Linked DNA regions of Sus scrofa: regions 1 and 3 are each linked to region 2. The links are chromatin contacts, called in public Hi-C and HiChIP or PLAC-seq maps. All regions are on one chromosome and are shown on one strand. Each heading gives the region's core, a stretch centred on a gene start, on an enhancer-like site or on the middle of the called end of the contact. The rest is flanking DNA. Distances are from core to core; before and after follow the strand shown. Region 1 has its middle 300 kb from the start of NDFIP2. Region 2 has its middle 150 kb from the start of SPRY2. Region 3 has its middle 15 kb from the start of SPRY2.

Region 1 (3,350 bases), core at 292-2,791, 220 kb after region 2:
GGTTATCCACATGAAGTTGACTATCCATGAAACAAACACCACCCTTTCGGCCCATCCCTGTCCAGGAGCTAGAACTCTGGGATGCGTGGTAACATCCCCGTTTCTTCAGGTCATGTACAGAGAGAACATTCACATTATGACGATGATAACAGCTAACACGTACTGAGTCTTTTGGCACTGGGTATTTTTCTAAGAGGTTTGCATGTATTCGCTCACTTAGTCTTTATAATAACTCTATGAAATTGGCCATGGCTTTATTCCCATTTTTCACATAGAGAAACTAGGTCGCAGAGCAGTCAAGGTGCTCGCTCAGACAGCTGTGGCATAGGGATTTCCACTTAGCTCCCAAAGACTGAGCTTGTACTCCTGATCTCACACTGAGATTTTTGTCAAATGACAAGCAAAAATACAGACTGTTGATGACTTTCCTGATGAACCCACGTAAGGCTTTCCAGAATAAAAAATGCAGGTGGTTTCACATGGATTCTTTGTGAACCTTAGTGAAAGCAAATGCGGCTTTTAGCGATCACAACTGCTTTGGAAATCATCACAACCACATCCTCAGGATCCAGAGCTGTCACTTTGTCAGGAGCAGGAGTCAAGGTCACAGCTCCCTAGCCTCAGCATTTACATGTGTTCCATCTTTATAGTTCCACATGACATGCTTACCGACAGTCCAGCTACCCTGGCAGCTTACTGACAGGGGTTCAGAGACCATGTTTCCTTGGCTACCCTCAGCACTAATAGAACAAGGTAAATATTTAGCCTATCACTCTTTTAATTAGCTCAACTTTCTTGAGCCTCTGTTCTCTTTTAACCTTAATACCTGTGATTCTCAGCCTTAGAACATCTCCCAGATTTAAAAGAAAAAAAAAAAAATTACGAGTTCCTCTTGTGGCTCAGCGGGTTAAGGACCCAGCATTGTCTCTATGAGGGTGCAGGTTGCATCCCTGGCCTCACTCAGTGGATTAAAGGTCCAGCATTGCTGCAAGCTGCTGCAAGGATCACAGATGCAGCTGGGGTCAGGTGTTGCTGTGACTGTGGCATCGGCCTCGCCTGCAGCTCCAATCAACCTCTCACCCAGGAATGTCCATGTGCCACAGGTGTGGCCATAAAAAGAAAAAAAAATAAAAAAAAAAAATGGAGCTGAGTGTTTCTTGCCTCTTGCTTTCATCTGTAATCCTTTAGCATCTTTTCCCCATAGTGGGCCTTTCTCCATTGTCCTGGGGGCTACAGTGAACAATGTGCGTGTAGTAGGACTCCACCCTCCCACTCAAAATGCGACTGAAGGGAAGAGTTTATCGAGGCATGTGGCATGCTAGGACGTTTCAGAGAACAGAATGACGTTCTACCCAAATATCTTCCCCAAGCAGGAGAAAACAATACCGTGGGTAGTTCAGCTGCACTGACACAGTTCTCAGCAGACAGGCTGACCAGAAGGGGGTGGCCAAGCAATCAGAACACACAGACAGTGATACAGAGCCTGAGGGAGTCGGGGAAGTTGACGGCTCACAGTCCCTGGCAGAGGAGAGAATGAGAACTAAAGACATGAAATATGAGTAGATAAGGACCAAAGAAAAGAGAAGAAAGCGGGAGAAAGTGATCCCTATGGGTGGGGGTAATTAGCATGGGTCACGGGTATCTCTTAATGGTCAGCTCACTTACCCTTCCAGCTTCGACTCCCAACATTTTCCTCCCGTGACCCCGGTGTACACCTGTATCCAAATGTTGCCCCCAGCTGAGCATCCCGGGCAGCACATCAGGACAGCATGACCCTTTGTCTTTGTTCACAGTTAAGGAAGATTAAGCAAGAAGAGTGTTTGGTGCTGTGCCTAGAATACAGTAGTTATTATCATTAGTTATTTTCTCTATGCGTCAGTAATACCCAACAAGGAAAAACCCACTTTTGCTTTAAATACAGAATAGATTTACAGAGAATGGCTGGAATGGGAGAATCCGAGATTGACCTTGAAATGACCTTGAGCCATGATCCGAAGCTGACTCAGACAGCCTAGCTAAACATTGTCATCATGTTTAGTATGTATATTCCAAAAAGATGCCTCTATGAGCCACTGACGACAAACAAGTTCTTTTTCAAAACCACACATTTGATCCAGGATGTAGTTAGCACTCACTGTAGATGCAAGGACGCCTCCTTTGCCATACACCCCACCCCACTCCCGAATACATTTCCAGAGAAGATTCATTAAAACGTTCTGGGTTTGGTTGTTTTTGTTTTTTTTTTTAAAGCAAACATTTTTGAAAAAGAACTGGCGTGTGGGGAATCTAGCAACACGAGTTGTGCGTTGGACTTGACCTCTTGAATAAGGGTCCAAGAAAGAACGTGTAGCTCATGGTTTAGAGAAAAGCATTGAGCAGCGTGTTGTTCACATACTGCTACTCAAACATCAAAAGTCGTTTTTGTCCCTAGATGTTTCAGGACAAATTGAGTCCAAAAGAAATAAAGAGGGGGAATGTTTTTCCTGGCTCCCTCTCTCGTGGCTCTCAGCATCCTGGCTTGGTGGGGACAGAGTCACGTGACTGTCTTTTTGAGCTGGAGAACATGGGAATAGCCCTTTCTCAGACTGTGCTTGCAATCTGTAAATTCCAGCCAAGCCAGATTTCATTCTCCCTCTCCAAAACTGTTGCCAGGCATTAACACCGAAAGAATTACACAGCATAGACTTTTTAAAGAAATCACTGACAACTCTCTTTCATTAGCCCAACAAATTCAACTCCCAGAAATATTTTGTGTGAAACATATATAAAGACCCTCAGTTGTTTTGCATGATGTTTACGGGTCAAATTTCTTTATGCACCAAGGTAGAACATGATGAATGAAACACAACTTTTCACAATACGCCACGTTTTTTCTCATGCTTCCTCTGTGAAGGATGGTGAATGCTAAAGACCAGGGATGGGGGACCAGCAGCCAAAACAGAATTCAGGGCCATTCTCACTGACAACACGGGGGAGTTACTGAGGGAACAGCAAGATGAAGCTTTCAGCTTTTTTCAGTGTCTAGGAGAAAATATTTAGAAGCAAATTGTGCTCGGGGAAAGTTTTGTTAGCTCCAAAATCAGGAAAGAGTCGGGATGCAATTAGGCTGAAGGAAAGAAATTGCATCTGAGATCTTTAAAGGGTGAGACTGAAATTTGCAAAGCGACTGATCAGAAAGGGAAACAGCTTTAGAAACACAGGGTCTGTGAAAAAATGTGTTATCTACAAGATTATCCCAGATTCTTTACTTTATCGACTTCCTACTGGCTATAGGTGCTTGGAAAATTTGGCCAAGCTAATAAAAATGACTTGCTTGTAACAGGCAAATTTTCATATATGGGAATCCAAGG
Region 2 (3,594 bases), core at 487-2,986:
TCGACTATAATACATTTTTTTTTTTAGAAAAAAAAATCTATTCAACACAATGGTTGACCATTTCTGAATACAAATCCACCCTGGAAGACAATTCAGACCATCACTCAGGGCCTGTCTTTGTTCCACTGATAGGCAGTTGGGGCAGTGACACCAGGGGGCCACCTGCTGAGAACTGGGCCCAAAAGTGACCAGAGGTGGAATACATGCAATTAACCTTTGCCCTCGTGGCCAGTCACCATTCCGGAGGAGCAGATTTGGCTGGCTCTCTTCAGGTTCACCTCTCCACACCCTCAGAAAGTAGCTGCATGAAATTCAGCTTCTTTTTGGAGGGGGTGGGTATGCATAGAGGTGCGCGTTCTGACCTTCTAAAAACGAATTAAGAAAACCTCTTTTTCTTTTCTGGTTGACAGTCGAGGCGATCTCTGGTTTATGAGAGTAAACTCGGTTACATTTTTGGCTACCAATGACTGGCTCTCTGAGGAAAGGCAGATGGACAGGACTTGGAGTCCGCAGAAATGTGGAAAATCTGATGAGGAAGGTGTGGGCCCGGCCAATGGAAAGCGTTTTGGTGGGTCTAATGATTTTGGGAAAATCTCTGCAAGGCTGGAACATTTTGCCACACATAAGTGGTTATTTCCTTAGCCTCTTCTCCCTTCACTGAGGGCTCTGTGTAGCCGATCAGAGAGCAAGAAAACTGAAAAACAGCCCCAACGTGGGTTTGTCAGGAGAGAGATTTCCATTTAGGTTTTTCAAGTGTGTTGCATGTAACAAAGCCTGTATTTCTTTTTCATTGCAAATGAAATCTGCCTCATTCTGGTTCATTTAACTCTTGGAAACATAGTTTAATATGTTCCGAAAGCCCTTTGAGCCCTTTGAGAGAGCACTGTAAAGGCTTTCACCACCGCCCCCCTTCTGTAGAAGCAGGAAATCAAGTTCTGCCAAATGCAAATGAGCTCAGACTCCAAAAGGCCAAGTTTCAAACTGCAGGATGCGAGAGGATTTCAGACAGCGTGGCCTGCCCGCACGATATCTGGGGGGTCTGAGGAACAGCAGAAGGTCATCGTGACATATTGAAAATCCACGATTTCAGAAACACTCATCCGCAGAGCACGTCCAGGCTTAGTGGGTTGGAAGAGCGTTCCTCCCTTTTCGTGGTGGCTTCAGAACCCCCTCTCCCAGAGAGTTGGCTAGACCCCCCCCCCCCCCACTTTCTACAGTTGTCTACATTCTGCTTTGGAAAAGAAAGGCCTCTCTTTGATCCCCATGTCATAGCTGAGCCGGGCTGATTGCCTCAAAAATGGCACTGGCTTCGCTGGAAAGAAAATAGAAGCTGGTCCCATTAAAAGCAACGGCAGCCCCTCCAAGGGTTAATGGAGTCCGTTCCAAAGGAGTTAAGCAACCCCTGAAAGAGGATAATAAATGTGACACTCTCAGACTATCAGTAGCAAATATTTGAGCTTATCAAATAACGGAGGAAGTAGTTTAGTTACAAATAAACCAATCTCTCATAAAACAAGTTTTCACACAGGGTCATTTCATTGAGCTGGAGACAGCCTAGAGGCCACTCGGAGGCAGAACTCCCACTCTGTGTACACTGGTAACAGCCCCTCGTGATTAATGGACAGCCAGGGGGGAGGCTGCAGCCCGCAGCTCTGCTGAGAAACCGAGCTGGGCTGCCTATCAGCAGCACAGCCATAAACAGCATCTCAGGATTATTGCGAGGAAGTGACTCATCCTCTGGGAACATAGCTGGATTTGTGCTCCCTCTCCCTCACCACCCGCCTTCTTTCTCTCCCTTTTCCCCCTGTATAGCAGAGACCATCGTGTCCTAGAAACTATAGTAGATGTCACCGCTTGGCACTTGCTGTGCAAAGAGAGGACCAGTATGTGGGTGTGAGGGGGAGGCGGCATGCTACTCTTAAAGTAACAGCGACGCTGCTGGCTTGGGGCTCTATGGAGGCTGTTGTTCTACCGCCTCGGAAATTGGTTTGTTGAAGGCATCTCATTTGGAGTCTAGAAAAAGCACAAATGCTGTGTTAGGATGGAGAAAAAGAAAAATCAGAACTCCTTGTTTCAAACTAAAATTCTCATTGGGATTAATGAGGAATAAGACATTCCTTGGCATGATTTGATGAATTTAGCATGTAAGAGGAAAGAGAATGGTGGCCAGAACCTTGCGATGTGAATGTCACCTCTACCAAAACAGAAGTAGGCATTCTGATATTGCTATATGATGATATCATTGAAGGTTTGTTTTCTTCCCCCCCTCTCCGGATTGTAAAAATAAAACATGTAGATGATACGACATATAGAAGTAGGAATATAAGGCTGAAAAGTTCAACCATCATCCCACCACTTGAAGGCAACCATCATGAACACTTTGTATATTTCCTTCCAGCATCTTTAAAAATAGATTGTTAAGACCTTAACCATATGTAGAATTTTGCTTCTTACTATTTTCAGCCAACATTTTAGCATAATGATGGTCTGTCTTGTTATTTGATCTTTTCCTATACCTAATCTTAAAGCTGCCAAAGGCTTATTTTTTGCAACTTTAATGAACATAGGGCAGTTTGGAAGTAAGTCTAAGTTCACGCTAAAAGCCATATTGGCTCTATTTTTGAGGCATATTTATTTATTAAAAATTATACTTGATCTGTTTTTAATAAAAATGGAAGGCGTATTTATTTATTAAAAATTATACTTGATCTGTTTTTAATAAAAATGGAAGGGAAAAATTCTCTGCTATTATTCTCATGGTTAACTCATTAACTTTTGCCTTTAAAATGCACATTCTGGCAATTGAATTTTCCACAGAACTAGAAGAGAATCAGTCCTGATCCTGGAGCCTTCTAATGTACTTAACCCGCTAACGCCCTTTCCAAATGCACGAGCCCTCATTGACCAACCACCTTCAGATGTCAAGAGGAATTAAAAAGTGGAGGCGTAACTTTGCCATTAGCCCCCTCCCCACCTCCACTTCTCACAGTACCTGCATTTAGATGCATTTTGTTTATGGGGCACAATCTGGAACTACTTTTGGATGATCATTATCTTTTCTGGGTCCAGAAGCTGGACCCATTTTCCTCCGAATCAGCCTCGGAGCCATGAGACATTCTGAACAGTAACTCCACTGTGTCTCACCAACAATGCCTCTGCCTTTCTCTGGTTTAATCTGGAATTAAAGTTATGCTGTGAGTGTTTGCAGAGAAAGATGGCACTGAATTCACTTCAAATCGGCAACACGCCTTCTTGTGTAAGGCATGTCCTTTCCCTCTTCCCAGAACAATGCTCACAAAGGGTTAAAATCCTGCAGTAGCTCTGTCCATGGGGGCAGAAGCTCCCTGTTCCCAAAGCCTGGGATTCAGCTCTTTCCAAACAGGATTCCTCTAAATTGCCTTTAGTTGTGATCCCTCTGAGACTCACACTGAAGAACAGAAAAGAGTCTCTTTCTAGAATAAAATCCAGCCTACCTAGATTTTTTCTCTTGCCTCAGAATAGACGTAATGGAGAAAGATAATTGAGAAGGAAATTTTGAATGCTGTTTCTCTTTGCAGAATCCAAGCTGAATGTTAATAGCCTTCCATACATCTA
Region 3 (3,299 bases), core at 418-2,917, 170 kb before region 2:
TCAGAATTCAACTCTGAAACATGTTAATACAGCTCTCCAGGAACTCCATCCAGTCACGTATCACATGTTCGAAGCTTTAATGCTGAAAGTAAAGAAATGTTACATCAAAAACAGGTTCAGTATGAATATCAGCCATATATGGAAGAAACATTTCTATAGAAACCACACCCACTGCTGAACTCACACTTGTATCAGGGGAGATATCTGTATATGTACAAAGTGTGTAAGTTTAATCGTGTAGCACGAAGATGGGTTTCTTTGTGCTATTATGGCATTGTCATTTACTGCAACTACAAAGGAAAAGAAATAGGAAAAGAAAAGAACAGAAATAGAAAAGAAGCCCACAGTGATCTAATTCTACTATAAATTAAATTTCATTATTATCCTCCTATAAACATACCTTTCATTACAAGTGCTTTATTACAAATGAATAATCTTGTCAACAAAATAAAGGAGAAAAATAAATTTATTGTACATATACAACTAAAATCCCAAAGCATAATTTATAACTTCTCATATAATGCTAAATTATAATCAACATCTTTTTTCATTGACTATAGAGTCGTCAAAATATCCTGTAACAAAAAAGATGTTTTACCTAATCTTAATATCTAATCTTAACATTACTGTTTAATTATACTTAAATTGATTGAAAGAGACCTTCATTAAAATCTGACAGACCTTCAAATACAGATTTTTTAAAATTCTAAGTGTCCACAAGTTGTGAAAAGCTAATCTCTAAGGTACACACTGAGAGATCGCAAAACAATTTTCATTTAGAATGGATTTCTGTTTGAAATACCAAGCATCTATAAAAATCAACAGCCATCATCATAGAAGGGAATTGTTTTGTGTTATTTATTTATACTTATATTTTTAATTATTGGTAAGGTCAATCAGAGGTTGGCAGATTTTTCCAGAATATTCAAGGAGGAAAAGACACACACAAAGAGAACACAAAGACAGGCGCAAAAAAAGGCATTTAAAAAAAAACCCAAAAGCCCAAAATAAACTTCTTTAAAATACCAGACTACTTCAGTTATGACACATGCACTAGCTTGGGGTTCCTAAATCAGCAGACTGAAGAAAAACTGCCTTGTCATCAGAATGCCAAAATATATAGCTCTCACGAGGAGCAGATACATGGAGCTATAGGTCTAAATCTAAACTCTCTCTGTGGAAGAGAACACACTTTAGCTGTGTAATAAGCTGAGCCCCTGCACCAAGACATGAGAAATTACACCAAAGCTCTTCTAATGACACGCCACTAAACCCGTTTTCCTTTCAAAGGGGAGGAGAGCACAGACAAGGGACAGTCACTGCAGCAAACAGAATGCAAAAATGAAAAGCTGAAATCAAAAGACCGATGAAAGCATAACATTAAAAAGAGAAGTGTTTAGCTGCTAAATCATCCAAATTGCTTTGCCAAATTTTGACATGCTTGATTTCCTGTAGTAAAAAATCTCCTCTCTTTTTTTTCCCCCTTTCTTTGAAAAAAAAAAAAAAAAAAGTGAGGAAAAATAACCAGCTGTTCCTTGTATAGTTCAGGAAACAAGTTTGATTTATTACTTGAAGGTTATTTTTGAATGAGCTGCTTGTGGCAGCCAGAGTGCAAGAAAAGTCACTGAGGCCTGTCCACTTGAAGGGCTCAAACTGTTTCCTGAACAGTCCTTCACTCCGCACCTCCAACGGCTATTATTGACAACGTGTGACTGGGGCCTTCCAGGATTTTAAAACAGCAGGGGTCCCGACCAAACAATCGGGCTGTCAATTACCTTTTCCCCTGTTGTGAAAAAGGGGCCCAGGACAATGCAACTTCCCAGCGGGACGCCCTGCAGCTCCCAGTCCGTAACCCACTCTTGGCCCCGTTCAGCATTCAAAACCCAGTAAAGGGTCGGTGCCTTCGCTTTTGTCTGTGTGTGTCAGCGCCAACCAGAGTGCCTGCAAGGTGGATGTCTCCACGGACGGAGTTTTAAGTTCTGGCGTGGGCAAGAGGGGCTGCCTGCATTGCTCTCTCTGGTGCTCGCGTTTGTTTTTTCGGTAAGATCCCAACGCACACAAAGAGCACGCACCCCACCCCCCGCCGCCCCTTCTGTAGGCACGTCCTCCGGGAACGCCCAGCCCTCTCCACCTAGACTGTGGCTTGAAAAACTTCCTGTGCGCATTGATGACTCGCTGTGAGGACTGTCCATCATCCCGCCCCTTTGTCCGGCAGTCACTTCCATTCGCATTTGACTGACTGAGGAAGCCTGAGTTATTTGTAAAGAACAACAAGGCTTTTCATTCATAATTTTCGTAGGGGGACAGGGTGCTAATGACTGAGCTTGAATAACTCGGGAATGCGGTATTCAAGGCAGGAAGAAGCCCAACCGACTGCCAAATGAGGGCAGAGAGGATGTAGGTGAAAAGTGCCCGGGTAAAAAGCCAAACAATGGCAGGAGGATTACACAGGTCTGCAAATCCAAAGCGAGGTTTTAAAAGGTGAGACCCTCCGAAAGATGGAAGCGGGAAGGAGGGCAGGGAGAGTCTAACAGGATTTCATTAGCGTTGGGATCAAGTTACATGGCAGAGTTTACAGAATCCGAAACCCATAAAGGGTCGACAGAGGAAGTGATCTTTTCTTCCACTGCTGGTTCTCCTACAAAAACAGAAAAAAAGTTAAAAAAAAAAAGTAAAACTGGTTCTCACTCTCTTTTGGTACCTTTCACAGGTTCAGACAAAGAGAGTTTGTTTTGCAGGGGTACTCAGCTTGGCAATCCAGTCTAGGTTCCAAAGAGCTTGCTTTACTTTCAGGTCTCTCGTCAATTTTATGTATATGCAGCGTAAACACAATGTATAATAATTTTATATACCTGCTGCTTCCAAGGGGGAGAAATTGCACAAATGTCAATTTCTGGCCTAATTTAACTATATAGATAAGTATTACAAATGTTTATTCTCTTGTTAAAACAATACAATTGTAGTCTGGTTTTTTAAATTAAGAAATTAAAAGTATCACATTGAATTTCTTAAGGCACAATTTTATACATTAGAGTATAGAAAATAATCCAGAATAACAATGTTGCACATTTTAATATAATACAGAATGATACAAGCTGCTTTAAAAAAAAACAATGTAACTCCATACATGAAGAATGTTTCAATCATTATTAGAAAATGTTTACTATGTCTTTTTGCTAAAGCATGTCAAGTAAAAGTTAACACATACTAATTTCGGAAGAATTCAGCAAAAATAAATTAGCAGGCAGTAGGATTCTAGTTCTATCTCTGTTGAGTCTACTAGCCCTCGTGGCCTTAGG

Evidence for each region. Hi-C and Micro-C count contacts between places; a contact is called where the count stands out from the background. HiChIP or PLAC-seq counts read pairs in DNA pulled down with a chosen protein or histone mark.
Region 1: a contact with region 2 is called in a Hi-C map of brain, with 5 times the contacts expected there. The contact joins two enhancer-like sites. A contact is called at or near these places in 2 of 47 Hi-C or Micro-C datasets (brain and heart right ventricle) and 1 of 2 datasets of contacts at active chromatin or transcription factors (skeletal muscle).
Region 3: a contact with region 2 is called in an H3K27ac HiChIP or PLAC-seq map of skeletal muscle, with 3 times the contacts expected there. The contact joins two enhancer-like sites. A contact is called at or near these places in 2 of 5 promoter capture datasets (fetal liver and liver), 2 of 47 Hi-C or Micro-C datasets (embryonic fibroblasts and liver) and 1 of 2 datasets of contacts at active chromatin or transcription factors (skeletal muscle).

What each region holds. Positions count from the first base shown.
Region 1 is chr11:51,787,857-51,791,206 of Sscrofa11.1, reverse strand. No RefSeq gene overlaps it. Among named protein-coding and RNA genes, the nearest start is that of NDFIP2, 300 kb to the right of the region's middle. Within about 2 kb of position 1,541, at least 11 of the 83 cell types and tissues checked have an H3K27ac peak or open chromatin away from gene starts, as enhancers often do. A contact at or near this core is called in brain, where this site is marked.
Region 2 is chr11:52,005,888-52,009,481 of Sscrofa11.1, reverse strand. No RefSeq gene overlaps it. Among named protein-coding and RNA genes, the nearest start is that of SPRY2, 150 kb to the left of the region's middle. Within about 2 kb of position 1,736, at least 45 of the 83 cell types and tissues checked have an H3K27ac peak or open chromatin away from gene starts, as enhancers often do. A contact at or near this core is called in brain, fetal liver, liver and 1 more, where this site is marked.
Region 3 is chr11:52,172,544-52,175,842 of Sscrofa11.1, reverse strand. No RefSeq gene overlaps it. Among named protein-coding and RNA genes, the nearest start is that of SPRY2, 15 kb to the right of the region's middle. Within about 2 kb of position 1,667, at least 67 of the 83 cell types and tissues checked have an H3K27ac peak or open chromatin away from gene starts, as enhancers often do. A contact at or near this core is called in fetal liver, liver and skeletal muscle, where this site is marked.